3 separate regions of the Pan troglodytes genome follow, and all the other regions are linked to region 3. Evidence: chromatin contacts called from public HiChIP or PLAC-seq data. All regions are on one chromosome and are shown on one strand. The core of a region is the stretch at or near the end of the contact, and the rest is flanking DNA. Distances in the headings are between cores, read along the strand shown.

The links. HiChIP or PLAC-seq counts read pairs in DNA pulled down with a chosen protein or histone mark.
Region 1: an H3K4me3 HiChIP or PLAC-seq map of stem cell-derived excitatory neurons shows a contact between it and region 3, with 6 times the contacts expected there. The contact joins the promoter of TIMMDC1 here to the promoter of COX17 in region 3. A contact is called at or near these places in 1 of 7 Hi-C or Micro-C datasets (stem cell-derived neural progenitor cells) and 1 of 1 datasets of contacts at active chromatin or transcription factors (stem cell-derived excitatory neurons).
Region 2: a contact with region 3 is called in an H3K4me3 HiChIP or PLAC-seq map of stem cell-derived excitatory neurons, with 5 times the contacts expected there. The contact joins the promoter of POGLUT1 here to the promoter of COX17 in region 3. A contact is called at or near these places in 1 of 7 Hi-C or Micro-C datasets (stem cell-derived neural progenitor cells) and 1 of 1 datasets of contacts at active chromatin or transcription factors (stem cell-derived excitatory neurons).

Annotation. Positions count from the first base shown.
Region 1 is chr2:122,804,493-122,807,192 of NHGRI_mPanTro3-v2.0_pri, forward strand. TIMMDC1 (translocase of inner mitochondrial membrane domain containing 1) reads left to right here and starts at 1,322. Exons shown (of 7, transcript NM_001243911.1): 1 at 1,322-1,728. The coding sequence starts at 1,535.
Region 2 is chr2:122,774,499-122,777,223 of NHGRI_mPanTro3-v2.0_pri, forward strand. It overlaps POGLUT1 (protein O-glucosyltransferase 1), which reads left to right and starts at 1,378. Exons shown (of 11, transcript XM_516666.9): 1 at 1,378-1,570; 2 at 2,284-2,374. The coding sequence starts at 1,486.
Region 3 is chr2:122,979,988-122,982,693 of NHGRI_mPanTro3-v2.0_pri, forward strand. It overlaps COX17 (cytochrome c oxidase copper chaperone COX17), which reads right to left and starts at 1,361. Exons shown (of 3, transcript NM_001252540.1): 1 at 1,179-1,361. The coding sequence starts at 1,285.

The DNA.
Region 1 (2,700 bases), core at 72-2,571, 180 kb before region 3:
TGCCCACTTCTACCTAACATGGGATAAGCAGTAATCCAGAGCCAGAAGTCAGGGGATCTGAATTATTCAACAAATACTGAGCACCTACTGCAGTCCTAGGTCCTGGAGATACAGAGATGAATATATTTGGTCTGTGATCTCAAGGATAGTTTATTGAGACAGATTAATAGGAAATTATGATGCAGTGTTGTAAGTGCTACGATGAGTGCTGAATCAAATCTCATATCCCAGAGTAGTCTTCATGGCGCTGTCACTAATTGAGCTGGTCACTCTAGTCAGTCACTTCTCAGGGACTTATGTGTAGCATTTCCAGCTATCAAATTCCTAAGTCCACTTACTGTATTCTACTACAGTGTGGCAATTTTGATTGACAACTAGAAAGGAATCAAGGAGGTGAAGGGATTGGCAAAATGAATAAGGGAGTATGCTTGTTAACAAGGATTGAATGAAATTACACGAATATTGAGAATATTTTAAATGCATTCATTTTAATGAAAACTATACTTCGAAGCATATGTTAGCAGAGGTTGTAGTGACGGCAAATTATACAAACACTTGATAGAAATTCCAGAAATTCTCCTGCCTTTTGAGAAGCAGTAGGCATATGAACTAAAGGGAGTGAAATCCACCTTAGGAAGACCTGCCAAAAAGCTGATTCTTCAAAAAAGTGTTCTCGAAATCTTAGTGTAACTGGCACCAACACCCATCCCTAATGCCTCGTTTTTTTTCCAGCAGAACTGACAAGGTACAAACGGACCCCGCCCAGCCTGGAAGGCTTCTCTAATGTTGGCAGAGTAGGTTGGACTTGTTTTTGCACAAATCGCCTTTCCCTCTTTCCCTACTCCACTTGCACTGAATATTGCACTTTCTTCCTTACTGAAGCGGGATTCCTGCCTTTTTTTTTTTTTTTTTTTTTTTGAGACAGATTTTCGCTCTTGTTGCCCAGGCTGCAGTGCAGTGGTGTGATCTCGGCTCACTGCAACCTCCGCCTCCCGGGTTCAAGCGATTCTCCTACCTCAGCCTCCCGAGTAGCTAGGATTACAGGCGCCCGCCACCATGCCCGGCTAATTCCTGGCATTTTAAATACGATAAATTACTTCAACCTATGACCACCTCAAGCTGAATATAAGTAGCCGCAGACACCGTTTGCATGACCCAGGAACCACAAACACGGAGCGAAGGGCTGCCGGGACCACGCTGAGCTTCACTACTGGCAGCCAACTCACTTCCGGGGGTGCACTCAGCACAGCAGTGGCCCAACCCGCCCCCGACCGGAAGTCTTTTGGGCTCCGGCTTCGCCGTCGCCCCGCCCCCTGGCCTTTGCCCCGGTCGGGCGGGACTTCCTGTGTCGTATTTCCAAGGACTCCAAAGCGAGGCCGGGGACAGAAGGTGTGGGTGTCGAGCCCTCTGGCAGAGGGTTAGCCTGGGTCAAATGCACGGATTCTCACCTCGTACAGTTACGCTCTCCCGCGGCACGTCCGCGAGGACTTGAAGTCCTGAGCGCTCAAGTTTGTCCGTAGGTCGAGAGAAGGCCATGGAGGTGCCGCCACCGGCACCGCGGAGCTTTCTCTGTAGAGCATTGTGTCTATTTCCCCGAGTCTTTGCTGCCGAAGCTGTGACTGCCGATTCGGAAGTCCTTGAGGAGCGTCAGAAGCGGCTTCCCTACGTCCCAGAGCCCTATTACCCGGAATCTGGATGGGACCGCCTCCGGGAGCTGTTTGGCAAAGAGTAAAAGTGCCTAGGGTGTGAAGTGGGGTAGGGGGCCGCGAAAGCGGTGTCCTGCAGCGTGGGCAGCCTGGGTCAGCCTTAGGACACCAAGGATGGTGTGCTTCATTTTTAGATTATAGTTGAGGTTCTGATATTTGTAACCCAAGCTTGTATCTTTTTTCTTTCTTTTTTTTCCAGACAGGGTCTTGCTCTGTCGCCCAGGCTGGAGTGCTGTGGTGCTATCTCGGCTCACTGCAACCTCTGCCTCTGGGACTCAAGTGATCCTCCCACCTCAGCCTCCCGATTAATTGGGACTACAGGCGCGCACCACCACGCCCGGCTAATTTTTTTTTAAATGTATTTTTTATAGACAGGGTTCTTACCATGTTGCCTAGGCTGGTCTTGAACTCTTGGACTTAGGCGATCCGCCTACCTCGGCCTCCCAAAGTGCTGGGATTACAGGCGTGAGCCACCGCGCCAGCCCAAACTCGTATTTTTCTTTCTTTTTTTTTTTTTTTGAGACTGAGTCGCGCTCTATCGCCCAGGCTGGAGTGCAGTGGTGCGATCTTGGCTCACTGCACTCTTCACCTCCCAGGTTCAAGCGGTTCTCCTGCCTCAGCCTCCAGAGTAGCTGGGATTACAGTTGCCCACTACCATGCCCAGCTAATTTTTGTATTTTTAGTAGAGACAGGATTTCACCATTCGCCAGGCTGGTCTGGAACTCCTGACCTCACGTGATCTGCCTGTTTCCGCCTCCCAAAGTGCTAGGATTACAGGCCTGAGCCACCGCGGCTGGACTGCGCCCGGCCTAGAAGGGCAATTATTTTATAGTAACTTAATACTTAAGACAGCTATTTGTTAGAGCAGTTTCAGGATGACATCTTGGAAGCTTCATTAGCAGTTCTAGCTTCTTATGCATTTGAGAGTAACAAATCGAATTAAATAGTAGCTTTTCCTTGTTATTTTAGATTGGCATGTGCCACTCACTGCATA
Region 2 (2,725 bases), core at 128-2,627, 210 kb before region 3:
GCGGTGAGCCAATATTGAGCCATTGCACTCCAGCCTGGGCAACAAGAGCGAAACTCCATCTCAAAAAAAAAAAAAAAAAAAAGAAAAGAAAATAGATAAATATTTGTAGTTCTATGATCACTAAATATATCTACACTGACCTATGTATACCTGTATAAAGATATATACCTGTACTATACTATATACCTATATTGTCCAGTATCATGTTACCCACTGTCAAGAAACAAAATTTCATCAAATTTAGTTTAAAGTTCTTGGCCAGGCATGGTGGCTCATGCCTGTAATCCCAGCACTTTGGGAGGCCGAGGTGGGCAGATCACCTGAGGTCAGGAGTTTGAGACCAATCTGGCCAACATGGTGAAACCCTGTCTTTACTAAAAATACAAAAATTACCCGGGCATGGTGACACACTCCTGTAATCCCAGCTACTCGGGAGACTGAGACAGAAGAATTGCTTGAACCTGGGAGGCAGACGTCGCAGTGAGCCAAGATTGTGCCACTGCACTCCAGCCTGGGCAACAGAGTTAGACTGTCCTCTGTCTCAAAAAAAAAAAAATCGAATTGGCTTTTATTAGTGATTCATGAATCAGGCAGCATCTCATCTATAAAACAGAAAAGTGTTCTAATGAGCTGAGCAGAAGAGGTTGGGCTTATAGGCAGAAAAGGGCTGAAGAAAGCAGAAATAAGGAACAAAAAGCAGATTGGTCATTTTGAAGTTACTTTCCTCCAAGAGTTACATCAGAGGGGACTTCTTTATCATGCCAGCTCAGGTATATGGGCCCCTTCTCCTATTTGTTGGAAAACTGACCCCTTTTAAAGCTGAGTTTAATTACGCGGCACCTAGGACAAGTTGCCTCCATTCTGGTTTTGTCTGCTCTCTTGAGGCCTAGTGCCAGAGTTCTGTCCAAAACAACGACCTCCCATAAACTTTATTTAACACCATTGATCTTTTTTCCTACGTCTAAGTCACCCCAACTGTTATAAATTCCTATTACAAAGGGATCCCTGCTATGCTAATTGCAACCTTTGGGGTCTAACCGTGCTGTACACACACACACACACACACACACACACACACACACACACACGCTCAACAAATTTATGCTATTTGATAAGAGGCAATTTGACGTCAAGAGAAGAACTGTTTGGCCTAGGCTCTATGCCAAGTCTTGGTTGTGCCACTAACCGTGAAACATACCCTCTCTGACCTTCAGTTTTCTGGCTGCAGACCTATTTTCCCAGGGGTGCCAGGGAGGGAGGATAGGCAACTGGTCCATTCGTTTATTCTCCCCACCTTCCCGGCGCAGCCTTCTCAGGGAAACTCCGCCTCAAGGCTGGGGACTGGAGGAAGGGTGGTGGGGCCACGGTGGCCATCTTTGTGCGGGGCGACCCGCCGCCCACGTGCTGCGGCTCCCGGGCCATCTTTGTGCGGGGCCGCGCTTCCGCCAGCGCCGCAGCGGGGAATCTGCAGTAGGTCCGCCGGCGATGGAGTGGTGGGCTAGCTCGCCGCTTCGGCTCTGGCTGCTGTTGTTCCTCCTGCCCTCAGCGCAGGGCCGCCAGAAGGAGTCAGGTGGGCTCCGGGCAGTGCCGAGCCTGCCCCTTGGGCTCGGGGTCTGGCCGGAGTCCCGAGGCGCTCCCCCGCGCGGCCGGCTCCCGGGAAGATGCCGTGGCCGCTGTAGCTCGGAGCTGGGCAGAAGGCACCGGGGCGCCTTGCGGCGGAGAGTGAGGTGCCGGGGTCTCTGCTCCTGCTCTGGACCCTGGAGAGTAACCCATTCCCCGGAATTCAGAATGACAGGGAGGAGAGGGAATTCCCCGTTCACCCGCAGGAGGCGTCGCCCGTGCTTGGCTACTCTGGACCTGCCTGAAACACTGAGGGGTCGGGGATGGGGGCAAATGTCGTGCGCGCGAGCGTGTGTGTATATGCGTTGCCAGAAGAGAAGAGGGGTTTAATGTCTGTAGCTTTTAACTGATCCTCTTTGTGGAGTTCAATTTGATTAGTAGAAAGTGAGAGTCCGCGTCACTATCCATAGCATTCTGAGGGTTGAGCATTAAGCTTGGGAATTTTCCAGTTTCTTGGACACCTGACAGCCGGATAGAGGAACAGACTTGACGTGAGCGTGGGAGTTGTACACACAAAAATTCCTCCCTAGCGTTTCGTTTCCATCAGTGGGATGGGAAGGGGATTTCTGAAAGTTTTGGTCTTCTGTTTCTTCTGTTGGTGTGGTGTCAGCAAATAACGTTCAGGAAAATTTTTTAAATTCTCATTTACTTCACTTTTTAAAGGTTCAAAATGGAAAGTATTTATTGACCAAATTAACAGGTCTTTGGAGAATTACGAACCATGTTCAAGTCAAAACTGCAGCTGCTACCATGGGTGAGTTCTTTTCTTTGATGTGTCTTTGAGAGTTTAGTTGCTGTCACAGGAAGTATTCTAACATCCTTGAGAGATTTTGGTTGCAGTGGTCAGAAAGGCAAGGATGTTTTTCTATTTCTGGGGAATAAAAATGCTCTGGCATGGGAAAGGCTCAGGTGGTGTCAACCTAACCACTGACTCACTGCGGGATTCAGTGCATGTGCATCTGTTTTTCCCACTGGGCTGCAAGCTTCCTGAGGTCAGGGTCTGTGTCTTATTTGCTGTTGTCTCCCTGGTGCTAGCTCTCAGTGCGTGCTCGATAAATATTGTTGAGGAAATAAACCCATCTATCGCTGAATCTAGTCCTAAATT
Region 3 (2,706 bases), core at 111-2,610:
AAGATAATAGCTAGCATTCATTGATCATTTATTGCCATGTATACTGTGTTAGCCACTTGACATGGTTTGTATCATTAATCTTTACAATAATACTGGAGGGAGTTTCTTTTATTAGAGTCATTTTACAGACACATGAGGCTCAAGGTCACCAAGTTAGTGGATTAACATTCAAACCTTGACTGTGGATCCCAGACTCTTAATCATGCTGTCATACTATTCAAGGTTCAACAGCACTTACTGTTACCACTGGAACAATTTGTTCAGACTGCAGTCTTTCAATCCTACCCGTATTATTTACAAAGTACTGAGGATTAATAAAAGCACTAAGCTCCTACACTCTTATTATCCCATTATAGCACTAATGATTTCTTTCTTATATCTACTATCTGGGAAGACAAAAGGGGCCAGAGGAAGAGATGCACATTCACGTTATCTGAGGACGTCCTCTAATGAGATTTGCTCCACAAGAGAGGCTATATAAAATGAGAACAAATCTTTTGTGGATTGACAATCTAGATGAACTATTCTTAATACTTTGTCCCCTGCGTCGTAGACTGGTTGATTTTCAACTTTTGGTTGCCTTAAAAGGGTTGAAGCGTAACTCTTCAGAACTGTAAGGAATACACTCTGTGTCCTACTGTCTCTAAATTTTGGGAGAAAGCCTTAGAAATTACCAGAAAACCTTTCCTGTTTGGTCTTAACAAATCTATCATAGCCCTTACCACGTGGTATACAAGTCATTGGTTTATGTCTCCATTAACTTTAAGCTCCTTTATATCAAGATGCATCTTTATCCATGTCTACATCTTCGGACCTAACGCAGTGCTTAACCCATAACAGATACTCAAAACACATTTGTAGGAAGGAATGAGTGGTTGAAGCTTGCCGTTCTCCTCTCTCTCCATCGTTTCCGGGGACTAAGCTACGGGATAAGTCAACAGAGACCCGACCACGAAACCTACAAGGCCCAATAATTATCTCCAGAGCGCCGCAATGGGGCGGGGCGGGGGCAGACAGGGAGGAGGAGTGGGGGAAGGGGGGAAGGAAGAGGGCAGAGGGCAGAAGGCAGAGCGCAGAGGGCAGAAGGCAGAGGGCAGAGGCCGTAGGGCATAGGCACCGGAAGGCACAGGCCGCGGCCCGGGGCTCGTCGGCCGCGCCCTCTCCGGCTGCGCACTGACCACGCATCGCGCGCCTTCTTGGTCTCCGGGCAAGCGCAGCAGGGCTTCAGCGGCTTCTTCTCCTGAGACTCAGGCGGGGCAGGGTTTGAGTCAACCAGACCCGGCATCTTTCGCGCCAAAAGCAGCTATGAGCGGAGACAGCCAAATCTATGCCAGCCTCGCCAAACGCCGATTCGTCCGCAGTCACTTCCGGCAGTCGCTCTAAAAAGTACAGGAAGTCCTGCTTCTCTCTGACAGGTGGGGAATTTAAAAGGAGCGCGTGCGCAGAAGAGGCAAAATTCGGGCCTTAACGCGAGGGTGCCCCTTCAGCGCATGCGCAAGGAGGCCCGCGGAACGCTCACCTGGACTGTGGTATTTACACTCTAGGACTCTAGGTCATAGAGTATTTGTTAAATCAACTTGGGGAGGGCTCACGAAGAAAGAAAGCAGCAAGACAACTGAGAGATCTCGTAACACCCGCTCCTCCCCACCCAATATCGAAACGGAAGCCCAAGATGGTGAAATGATTTGTTCAAGCCAAACAGGAGAAACCACAAGTGAAAGCCAGTTCCCTTGAATAACAGACTAGTTTCCCCCTTTTCTTTTATCCGCCTTCTTCCTGATCCCCACACACTGCAGGCCTTTCCTCTCTTTCATTGACCTATTTAAAAATGAATAGCAAAGACATAGAGCCACCGAGTCCACAACTACTGGGGGAATTTAAAAGGTCCTCTAACCCCCTATACACCTCCTACGCACATTAAATCCTCAGCTAATTTGCATTTATAGCCCCCCTCCAACTGATCTGAATTCAGTATGAATTATTCAGTCATATATTTATTAATATACTGATGAATAAAATTGAAAAATACCATTTCCATAGCATTTCCTCAGGTACATAGATAAACTGGTGCCCGTCTTATTCGCAACGAAATGGATATAATCATTGGATTTTTTTCCTGCAGAGAATTGTTGGAAACAGGCAATAAACTCTTTTATTTTATTTTATTTTATTTTTTGGAGATAGGGTCTTGCTCTGTCGCCCAGGCTGGAGTGAAGTGGCACGATCTTGGCTGACTGCAACCTCCACCTTCTGGGTTCAAGCAATTCTCCTGCCTCAGCCTCCTGAGTAGCTGGGATTACAGGTGTGCACCACCACGCCCGGGTAATTTTTGCATTTTTTAGTAGAGACAGGGTTTCGCCATGCTGGCCAGGCTGGTCTCGAACTCTGACCTCAGGTGATCCGCCCACATCAGCCTCCAAAAGTGCTAGGTTATAGGCGTGAGCCACTGCGCCTGGCCAATAAAATCATTTTTTAAAGCAGGACTTGGAGGCACTGTTCAATAGCTGCTGGGTGATAGGTATTTTTAGGTACTTAAACTTTCAGCATCACCTAATCAAAGTTTGTTTCTATATTATAGATATTTAACTCAGGGAATTTACAGGCGTGTCTGTGAACTGGTGCTGTATAAGAGTAATTTCTGTATGTGTATTTTTCAGGTTACTAAGACCATCCCCATTTTGTCATCTGAAAACTTTCAATAAGGAT